Linked DNA regions of Mus musculus: region 1 is linked to region 2. A link is a contact called in public promoter capture Hi-C data. All regions are on one chromosome and are shown on one strand. The core of a region is the stretch at or near the end of the contact, and the rest is flanking DNA. Distances in the headings are between cores, read along the strand shown. Region 1 holds the start of Dcaf4 (DDB1 and CUL4 associated factor 4). Region 2 has its middle 5.7 kb from the start of Gm30966.

What was found. Promoter capture Hi-C pulls out the DNA fragments that hold promoters and counts their contacts.
Region 1: a promoter capture Hi-C map of liver shows a contact between it and region 2, with 3 times the contacts expected there. The contact joins the promoter of Dcaf4 here to the enhancer-like site in region 2. A contact is called at or near these places in 3 of 39 promoter capture datasets (hippocampal neurons and liver), 1 of 115 datasets of contacts at active chromatin or transcription factors (astrocytes) and 1 of 9 other capture datasets (liver).

The regions. Positions count from the first base shown.
Region 1 is chr12:83,518,444-83,523,035 of GRCm38.p6, reverse strand. Dcaf4 (DDB1 and CUL4 associated factor 4) reads right to left here and starts at 2,570. Exons shown (of 14, transcript NM_030246.2): 1 at 2,419-2,570.
Region 2 is chr12:82,468,833-82,473,248 of GRCm38.p6, reverse strand. No RefSeq gene overlaps it. Among named protein-coding and RNA genes, the nearest start is that of Gm30966, 5.7 kb to the left of the region's middle. Within about 2 kb of position 2,443, at least 295 of the 459 cell types and tissues checked have an H3K27ac peak or open chromatin away from gene starts, as enhancers often do. A contact at or near this core is called in astrocytes, hippocampal neurons and liver, where this site is marked.

The DNA of each region.
Region 1 (4,592 bases), core at 1,321-3,820, 1.0 Mb before region 2:
GACGTTGGAGGCTGACAATTCCTCATAAGCTCTGAGGCCAGCCAGCCTAATGAACTAAGAGAGAACACCAAAGACCCTGTCTCAAACAAGGTAGGTGACAAATGACACCTCAGGTCAGGTCGTCCTCTAACTTCCACACAACAAACAAATAACAAATAGATAAATAGATAGATAAGAGATAATGCAATCATAGGAAAATTCAGTAAGACCCTGACTCCTAAGACATAATAAGATGCAAAATGCTAACACCACTAGCTGGTAAAACTCAGGATAAAATGGCCCCTTCAATAAGGTTTCCACCCTCAATGGTATGGACCATGAGTGAACACAGGAGGAAAATGAGAAAATGCAGATAGCTCACCAAGAGTTCTGTCAGGTGTAAAATATAAAATAAGAGGCTGGACAGAGGGCTCAGCAGCTAAAAGCAATTGCTGCTCTTGTAGAAGACCTGAACTTAGATCCCAGCACCCACTATCAAGGTGGCTCGCAACCTCCTGTCACTCAGTTCTAAGTGACCCAACACTCCTCCGGCCTTTGAGAGCAATCAAACACAAGTAGCATACACACACGCGCACGCACACACACACACACGCACACACACACACACACGCACGCACGCAAACCTATCCTTATAAATTCCCTCCCTAAAATCCACAGGAGAGCCGGGCAGTGGTGGCGCATGCCTTTAATTTCAGCACTCGGGAGGCAGGAGACAGGCGAATTTCTGAGTTCGAGGCCAGCCTGGTCTACAAAGTGAGTTCCAGAACAGCCAGGGCTATACAGAAAAACCCTGTCTCAAAAAAACAAAAACAAAAAAACAAAAATCAGGGGCTGGTGAGATGGCTCAGCAGGTAAGAGCATCCGACTGCTCTTCCAAAGGTCCTGAGTTCAAATCCCAGCAACCACATGGTGGCTCACAACCATCCGTAATGAGATCTGACTCCCTCTTCTGGTGTGTCTGAAGACAGCTACAGTGTACTTACATATAATAAATAAATAAATCTTTTTAAAAAAAACTGAAAAAATAAAAATCCACAGGAGACCCAACTCCACAAAGTTGCCCCCTAACCTTCACTTACACACATACATTATACATACACACAAATACACAACCATAATAAGCTAACCCTACTACACAGCATGGAAACCGAGGCTTATAGAACTAACAATACCTGACTAACAAAGTCGCATTAGAGATACAGGAGCATCCTGCACTTGTAGGCTCCATCAGCCAAAAGACACCACCTCGATTACTTTCCACTGTTATCGACAACTGGATTTCCAGGTCGTGGGATTTTTGTCTTCTCCGAGTAGCTGACTTGGAGTTGTTAGTTGTTTTGTTTTATGTTTTTCTTCTTACTGCCTTGCTCCACACACAAGGCTGTGTCTGGTCATCCAAGGTGGAGGGAGTTGTGGCGCTCCCCAAAGTCACTAGAACTGGTGTGGAAAGGCTTCGTTTCTCACTAACACCCATCTTACTGTGGCAGGGAATGGAGGCTGGTCCACATCTGGGCTTCCTAACTTTTCCAAATACCAGCCTGCACACAACCTCAGGCAAGCCACCACGTAACCTCTCTTTCTGTGTCTTATAAAGATACCGCTAGGGTTGGAGAGATAGCTCAGCAGTTAAGAGCACTTGCTGTTCTTCAGAGTTCAGGAGCTCACAACGTCTCAAATTACAGTTTCAGGAGTTTGACACATTTGGGTCTCTTGGATCTTCCACAGACACATGTAAGCACACACACCCACATACACAATTAAAAATAAAAGCTCTTTTAAAAGGTGTGTGTGTGTAGATGTCTTAGTGGTTAAGAAAGCTGAGGACCCAGGTTCAAATCCTAGCACCCCGCAGGGCGGCTCACGATCATCCAGCTGGAGGAGATCTCACTGATCTCTTCTGGCCTCCCTGAACACCAGGCTTGTTCGAAGTACACTCATGTATGCACGCCAAATATCCACATACATAAAAGAAGCCTTTAAAAAAAAAAAAAGCAAAATCCCAGCACTTGGGAGGCAGAAGGCGGATTTCTGAGTTCAAGGCCAGCAGCCTGGTCTACAGAGTGAGTTCCAGGACAGCCACGGCTACACAGAGAAACCCTGCCTCGAAAAACCAAAAAACAAAAAAACCAAAAACATAAACTTCCAAAATTTATACCATAAAGTACTATTGGCCTCCTGGCCTCGTGTTTCTTCACAGCCCAAATTTCAACAGAGGCAGAGGTCTACTGCAGGCTGGACTCTGCAAGGGGATCCTGGGGACGCCGCAGGACTCGCCAGGTCCTGGCCCACGCCCACTCCGGCCTTGTATGGCACGCTCACTCCTCCTGCCTTCAGCCTTGCCTTCTCTGTCCTCTGCGTGGGTACAGCGGCACCCTCCGTCGGCGCCCAGATGCACGCCACGCATGGGAACAGCCTTACCTGCACAGATGGTCCTCTCAGCTACGACACTTCTGGGCTGGAGCACCCAGGGGCGTGCAAAGATCCGGAAAGACCCTCATGTTGTGTTGTCGCACCCCATAGGACTAAAGCGGCCGGTTCTTTCTTCTCATTGAATTAGGCTTCTGCCTGTCCATGTCAGTAGGGGCGGTCTTTACGGAGGGCGGGACTTAGGATTTCCGCCTTGTCCTGGTCGAGCGTGCCCGGGCTTGGCACGCTTAGGGGCGGGGTCTGATGCGCTTTGGGGCGGGGCTAGAGATTGCTACCGCCTCCTCAGAGTCCCTGGTACTCTCTTGACAGTGAGTCTTCCTTCTTACTGCGGATCATATCCCGAGAAATTTCTCTCGGCTTGGAGCTGGTACACAGGCCCGAGTTAACACTGATATGTGAGAGAGGGAAGATGATTGTTTTGTGGAAAGAGCAAAGGAGACTCTGAGGAGGAAAGCGAAAAAGACTTTGGGACGCAGTTGCCGGTGCCGGGAGGCTCCTTGAATCTAGGTCAGGTTGTTTCCTCCTTGCTATGTGACCTAAGGTGTGCTTATCACTTCTCTGGGCCTTAATTTCTTCCACTGTAACAAGAAAGTTGAACAAATATTGTCAATGATCTCCAGCCCAAAGTTTGTACAGGTAATATTTCTAGAATGGTACACGTGTGCCTTGGTCAGAAAACCACCCCAGAGTACCACTGCAAAGAAGACGGAGTTTGTAACAGGTCAGAAGTGATAGTAGTGAGAGCAGAATGGGTTCAAATAGGTCAGGCTAAGTGGGGACCACCAACAGCCTTGATCTTAATTGCATTTGGAGAACAGAATCCCTTCCTGAGATTCATTGTGTGCGGTGCTCGCCCAGGCTCCTGATGCTGGACCGCTAGAAGCTAGCTATTAGTGATCATAGATGTGGGCCTATGAAAACACTTCAGCCTGTAGCAAGTTTACAGACGTGTGCAGGGATATGCAGAGTGCTAGGTTCTGAGGGAAACGAGAGAAGTGAGCACTACTGCTTCCCGGAGCTTGAACTGCCAGAAAAGGACAAAGCAGACTTCAAAGAAGATGTGGCTGGAAGCCTGTTTCAGCTACTGGTTGGACTGGCTGTGAGGACCTTGGAATCTTTAGCAAAGTGGTTGAGGCTGGAGAACAGCCTCAGAGGCATGGAAAACCATGGGACCTCAGAGACTGGAGCCTTGTTGGGTAAAGCTGTGGGCAGATGGGAGACATAACAATAGGAGAATCTCTGACCTGAATTCTGGGAGGAGGAAGGCAGGATTTGTAAACTGAAGCCTTGAGGACCCTGGAGGACTGAGGAGGAGGGGGGAGGAGGAGGCGGCCATGGGAGGCTTGTGAAGGATTGGCAAACAGGCAGCTGACTGACCCCATTGACAGGATTCACTGAATTCCCACCATGGGAACTGGGTGGACACCAGTTTTGCCTTGGAAACCTGTAATATACACTCACTTCACAAAGGAACCATGGTCAGAAGCAAGTCAAGCGGCATGGCCCGACTCTGTTTTCTCTCAGGTAAAGTGAGGGTAGAAAGTAATGCTGAAAAAGGAAGTCCTGAAGAGTAAAGGCTATGTATGACCCCAAATCAGGTGCTTGGCTTATGGCTTCCAGTGACTAAGCAGCCAGAGTTACAAATTTAACTCGGTGTCTAGATAGTGTATAATATCCAGAGGTGAAAGGAAGCCACACACACACACCACCACCACCACCACCACCACCAATTCAAAATAAAATGAAAAACAAAACAGCACTTGGAAGGCAGAGGCAGGTGGATTTCTGAGTTCAAGGCCAGCCTGGTCTACAAAGTGAGTTCCAGGACAGCCAGGGCTATAGGGCTGTACAGAGAAACCCTGTCTCCAAAAATAAATAAATAAATAAATAAACCAAAACAAAAACGAAAACCAAAGCTTGCATCCAGGTCTTGGAGAGTTGGCTCAGTATTTAAGAGCACTGGCTACTCTTCCAGATGACTGAAGTCTCAGGACCCACATGGCAGCTCAAAGTATGACAGGTCAGGCAGAAATGAAAATAAAGTTTCTCTTTAGAGAAACTTGTGTCTCTCCTATCAAACTGTTGAAACAATGGATCCCAAAGAAATGAGAATTTCCCCTTAGGAATCTCATGCAGGGAGAAAGAGCAGGCACCAGCTAGAGGGG
Region 2 (4,416 bases), core at 1,194-3,693:
CATCCTCTTGACTTATTCTCATGTTTTCAAGGATCTATAAACAAAACACATTACCAAAAATGTAAATCATAATATAAAAAAGGGATATTCAAATGGGCAGTGTTGTCAGGAAAGCTTTTCCTCTTGAAATAGTCACTAGCATTTCTACTATGGTTTAAAGGACAAACTTCATATTGAATGGCAAGCTGTAAGTTAAGACTACTTCTATAGTTGGAAAGAGGAAGTGGGCCCGCAGGTGATAAATGGGGAAGAGAGGGTGGTGAGTGGTTAAAATGTCTTGTGTCCACACACAAAGCTGTTGTGAGTGTACACAGCTGTGTTAGCTAACATACTATAGCTTCGAAAGCACTTCTAAGAGTCTGATGTCTTTCTTGAAAGTTCTGACATCTAGAGTCAACCTTGCATTTGTATAAAGATTGATCAAATCACTTACCGTTGCCTGCATGGTTACCATTCAGAAGAAACAATGTCTCACTTTAAGCACTACAGAGCAGTCGTTCTTAACCTGTGAGCCGCGACCCCTCTAAGCCGAAGGACCCTTTTAGAGGGGCCATCTAAGACCATCCACATGTCAGCTATTTATATTACCATTCATAACCGTAGGAAAATTACAGTTATAGAGTAGCAACAAAAGTAATTTCACGATCTGGGTCACCATATCCTGAGGAACTGTGCTGTATTAAAGGGGTGCGGTGTTAGGAAGGTTGAGGATCTAGACTTTTACATATATACACAGAAGAATCTGAATTACTCAGAATTTCAGAAACGTCCCTCAGCTGCTGTCTATAACTGCTGTGCACATCACAGAATCAGAACCATGAATTGGGGAGGAAGCACGCTAGCCAGTGTCATTTAGCATGACTGGGAAGTAACTCCATTCTGCACAGAGCCAGTGCTTGGATGCTGAGTGGTACTTGATAAGTTAATTTGTCTCATCTCAGCCATGGGCACTCACACCGAACACTCAAACCCTTCTTACATTAGTGATGTCTGTCTCCAATGTAGGCAGCTCACAGCTCTTAATCTATGAAGCCACTGTCATGGCCTCTTTCTTTGTAAAAACAGAAAACAGCAGCATTACTGCAAAGCCTGGCGGGCGGCAGTGGACAGGTTATCAGTTCAGAGTAACAAGAGATGCTATGTGGACACTGGGAATGTGCCCTGGGTTTCAGAGACACCTGGTGTCTCCTTTCACACCTTATGCCCATGGGTGATCCTTGGGTAGGCGCTGTAAAGAGTGGTGTCCCTCCTGCCCAGGCTGAGTGGCCTCCATGAGCCTGTGCTAGGCCAGGCATGGAGAAATAAGAAGGTATGAGAATGGCCCAAGCTCAGAAGGGAGACAGACCTTTTCAGGTTCCTACAATGGTCACAGCACTTGGGGGGCTGGGGAGGTGACCCTTGAACATCTAATAAGTGAGCAGGGGACTTCAGGCTGGGCATCTCCTTTCAGACCCCCCAGCTCCTATGTCGGAGCAGGAGGGCAGGAGACCATTTGGGTAGCTACCGAAATTGGACTCTCCTTTCAGCTTAGCCACACTAGGCTGGGTCTGGAGCATGAAGGGAGGGAAACAACGAGACATTTCTTATGCCCATTTTATTCATTATAGCAAGGATCTATGTAGGCATATATTTTTCACAACCTACTTTAATAAGAGTTCGACTTCCCCTCTAGCAGAGGTAGTGGAAAAGAAAGGTTATTAGGATAGGGGTGAAGTGGACCTCTTTAGAAATAGTTCTTTGGGGGCGATTCCCATCTTCATTGTTTTCTGTCAACTAGCAAACACCAAACATAAATCAGCAACTGCAGTCCAGTCCAGTTGGCAGGCAACACACCGGGAACAGCAAAGGCAGTTCACTCCAGGGGATAAGGTGAGGTTTGCCAATCGGCCAAGTCCAGTGACCAGAAGTCGCAGGACTCTCACAAGAAGTTATTTTGGTGGGTTTCTCTCTATGAGGTCACTACAAGCGAACTTCAGCAATGCAATGGAAGGTGAACCAATCTATGCGTGTCATCAGCGAAGGCTTGCAAGGCAGTGGAGGCAAAGCAGCTGGCGCTCCCACTCTCTGTGGGGCCATATTTATATTCTTTCTAAACATTGGGCATCCTTTCACCTGTTTGCTATAGCAAAACATCCTCTCACCTGTGTCTCCTTCATCAAAACATTCTCTCACGTGTCTGCTTTAGCAAGACATCCTTTCCCCTGATTGTCCCAGCAAAACATTATAACCCAAGTCTTCAAAGAAACCAGAAATTTCCACTTTAGATCTACTACATACATGTAATGAATCCTGATGCCTGACCCTTTTCTCTCCCCCTCGTTGGTTTTTCTTGTTTGATTTGTCTTGCGTTTTAAACAAGATCTCCTCCTCTGTAGCCCAGGCTGAACACAGCCTTAACCAGATCCCTCCTGTTGCAGCCTGAGTGCGGGAATTACAAGCATGCGCTGACGTCACCCCTGCTTTCCTCCAATCATGGAGAACCGCATCAGCGGCTTCATCGACATCAGCGTTTGATGCCGCTGGACCGCCTTTAAAGGAAGGGGTAGTATGTGTTTCTGCACCTCAAAGCCTAGCAGTCTATCTAAGATCACTCTATGCTTTCTGACTTCCCTGCCCCATAATTCCCAGGGGCAGCTTTCCAACGGCTTCCCTCCGCAGTGATGTTGAGGTTTACAAAAGCTGGAAGTGCCTTCCGGGGGGTGGGGGTGGGGGGAGGAATCTCCACAGAGATTCTTTCCTTCTTGCCCTGGAGCAGAAATAACCTATCACCCCCACCCCCACCCCCACTCCCTCCCCGCCACGACTCCCTTCCCTCCTCCCCGGTTCACACAGCAAGACCTCTTTTTTCTCCGCCCTCTAGAGTTTCCACCACCAAAAAAAATATTTTTTTTTAAAAAAGATGCAGTACTGAAGGGGTCAGTTTGGCCAGTCCCACTCCTTAGCGCAGACTCTGATGGGGCTATGGTACTTCTTGAAACTGAAAGCGGGAGAGACGCCTGCTTGTAGCCATTAAGGAAACAGCCCAACTGGCTTGGATGCCGGCCCAAACACAGACAGCAGAGGACGCTCACAGCATGCTGTTAAGCCTGCACGGGTGCAAGTTGGTGCTGGGGGACGTTCTGGCTCCGGAAAGTTCAGTACTAAAGTGAATGGCTACACACATACCCATGGCATCTTCTCTCCTTGGCCCCTCTGTGATTTTCTCCTAAACTCACAACCTACATCGCTATCACATGCCACCTTTTGTGTTCCTGACAAGCAGCCTGGAAGCTGGGGACATGAACTTCGTTTCTAATTTTGTAGAGATCTTTCCTCCTATGAAACTTCTCTCCCTCCTCCTTCTGAACTTTGAACTGTAAAACTGTCAGAAGAGCATGGGGTGGGGGGGGGGGAATTCCGCTGGGAGCGGAAGTCTCTGAGCAGCAGGTTTTGGTAATGAGGCTACTCACCTCTTTAGTGAGCTATCTAAAGAGACCTTGATTTTGGTTTTGGCTGGTGTAGAGGGGAGTCATTTAAGTAAATCTAATTGACTCTTTCTTCTCCACCCACCCACCAAAGGAAAGAGGGTGACCCCAACTCATGCCTCAGTGAAGCCCGTGAGTTACCGTCCTTTGCTGGTTCAGCCCACACAGAGGAACTGCTATGGGTCCCACGAATACTGCACATTCACTCTCAGAGCATCACAGAGTCTCTGCCCCAGGTTTAACGGGATGCTAGAGATCTCAGCAGCTTGCTGAGGTGGAGAGACCCACCCTGGATAATGTTCATCAAGGGATTCCAGGTCTGTCTCTGCCTTGTCCCTCCCAACAAAGCCTGGACTAAAGGAATGGGGAAAATAAATGGTGTGAGGGGGCAGGCACAACCTTGAAGAAATGTATAGTCTGGACTAAAGCCTCAGAACCAGCTGACACTCCCAGAGCTGCGGCATCCAATTTGAAAACAACGGGGATAGTCTATTGGGTGGCCACAGGTCTTGTCCGCAGCTTATCAGCACAATGGGGGCCTCACTGAGACATATGACACTCCTGGAGGGATAGTGGCTATTGTGAAGGCTAACCCGGCATTAAAACTCTTCAACAGATGAAAACAACCGGTGAAAAGATGAAAATTGACCTGAGACAATGACAAGTCTCATTCCAACCCTAAGAAAAATGTCCTAGTATTGGATGCCTGTGAACTCAGGCCGACGCAGCCTTGAGCTATGTCAGGTGATCAAAAACAACATTCTAGCCTTAAGTGATAAGAATCTTATCAAACCCATAACCAAGCAGCAACATTGTGTTCATTTCGGCTCTTGGAACAGAATCCAGGTAAAGGTTGTAACTGAGAAGCTACTGAGACGAGAGGCCAAGCAGGTGCCATCCAGTGAGAAGCTGGAACGCGCTTAGTGCTGGAGGAAGCATCAAGGAGGAAGAA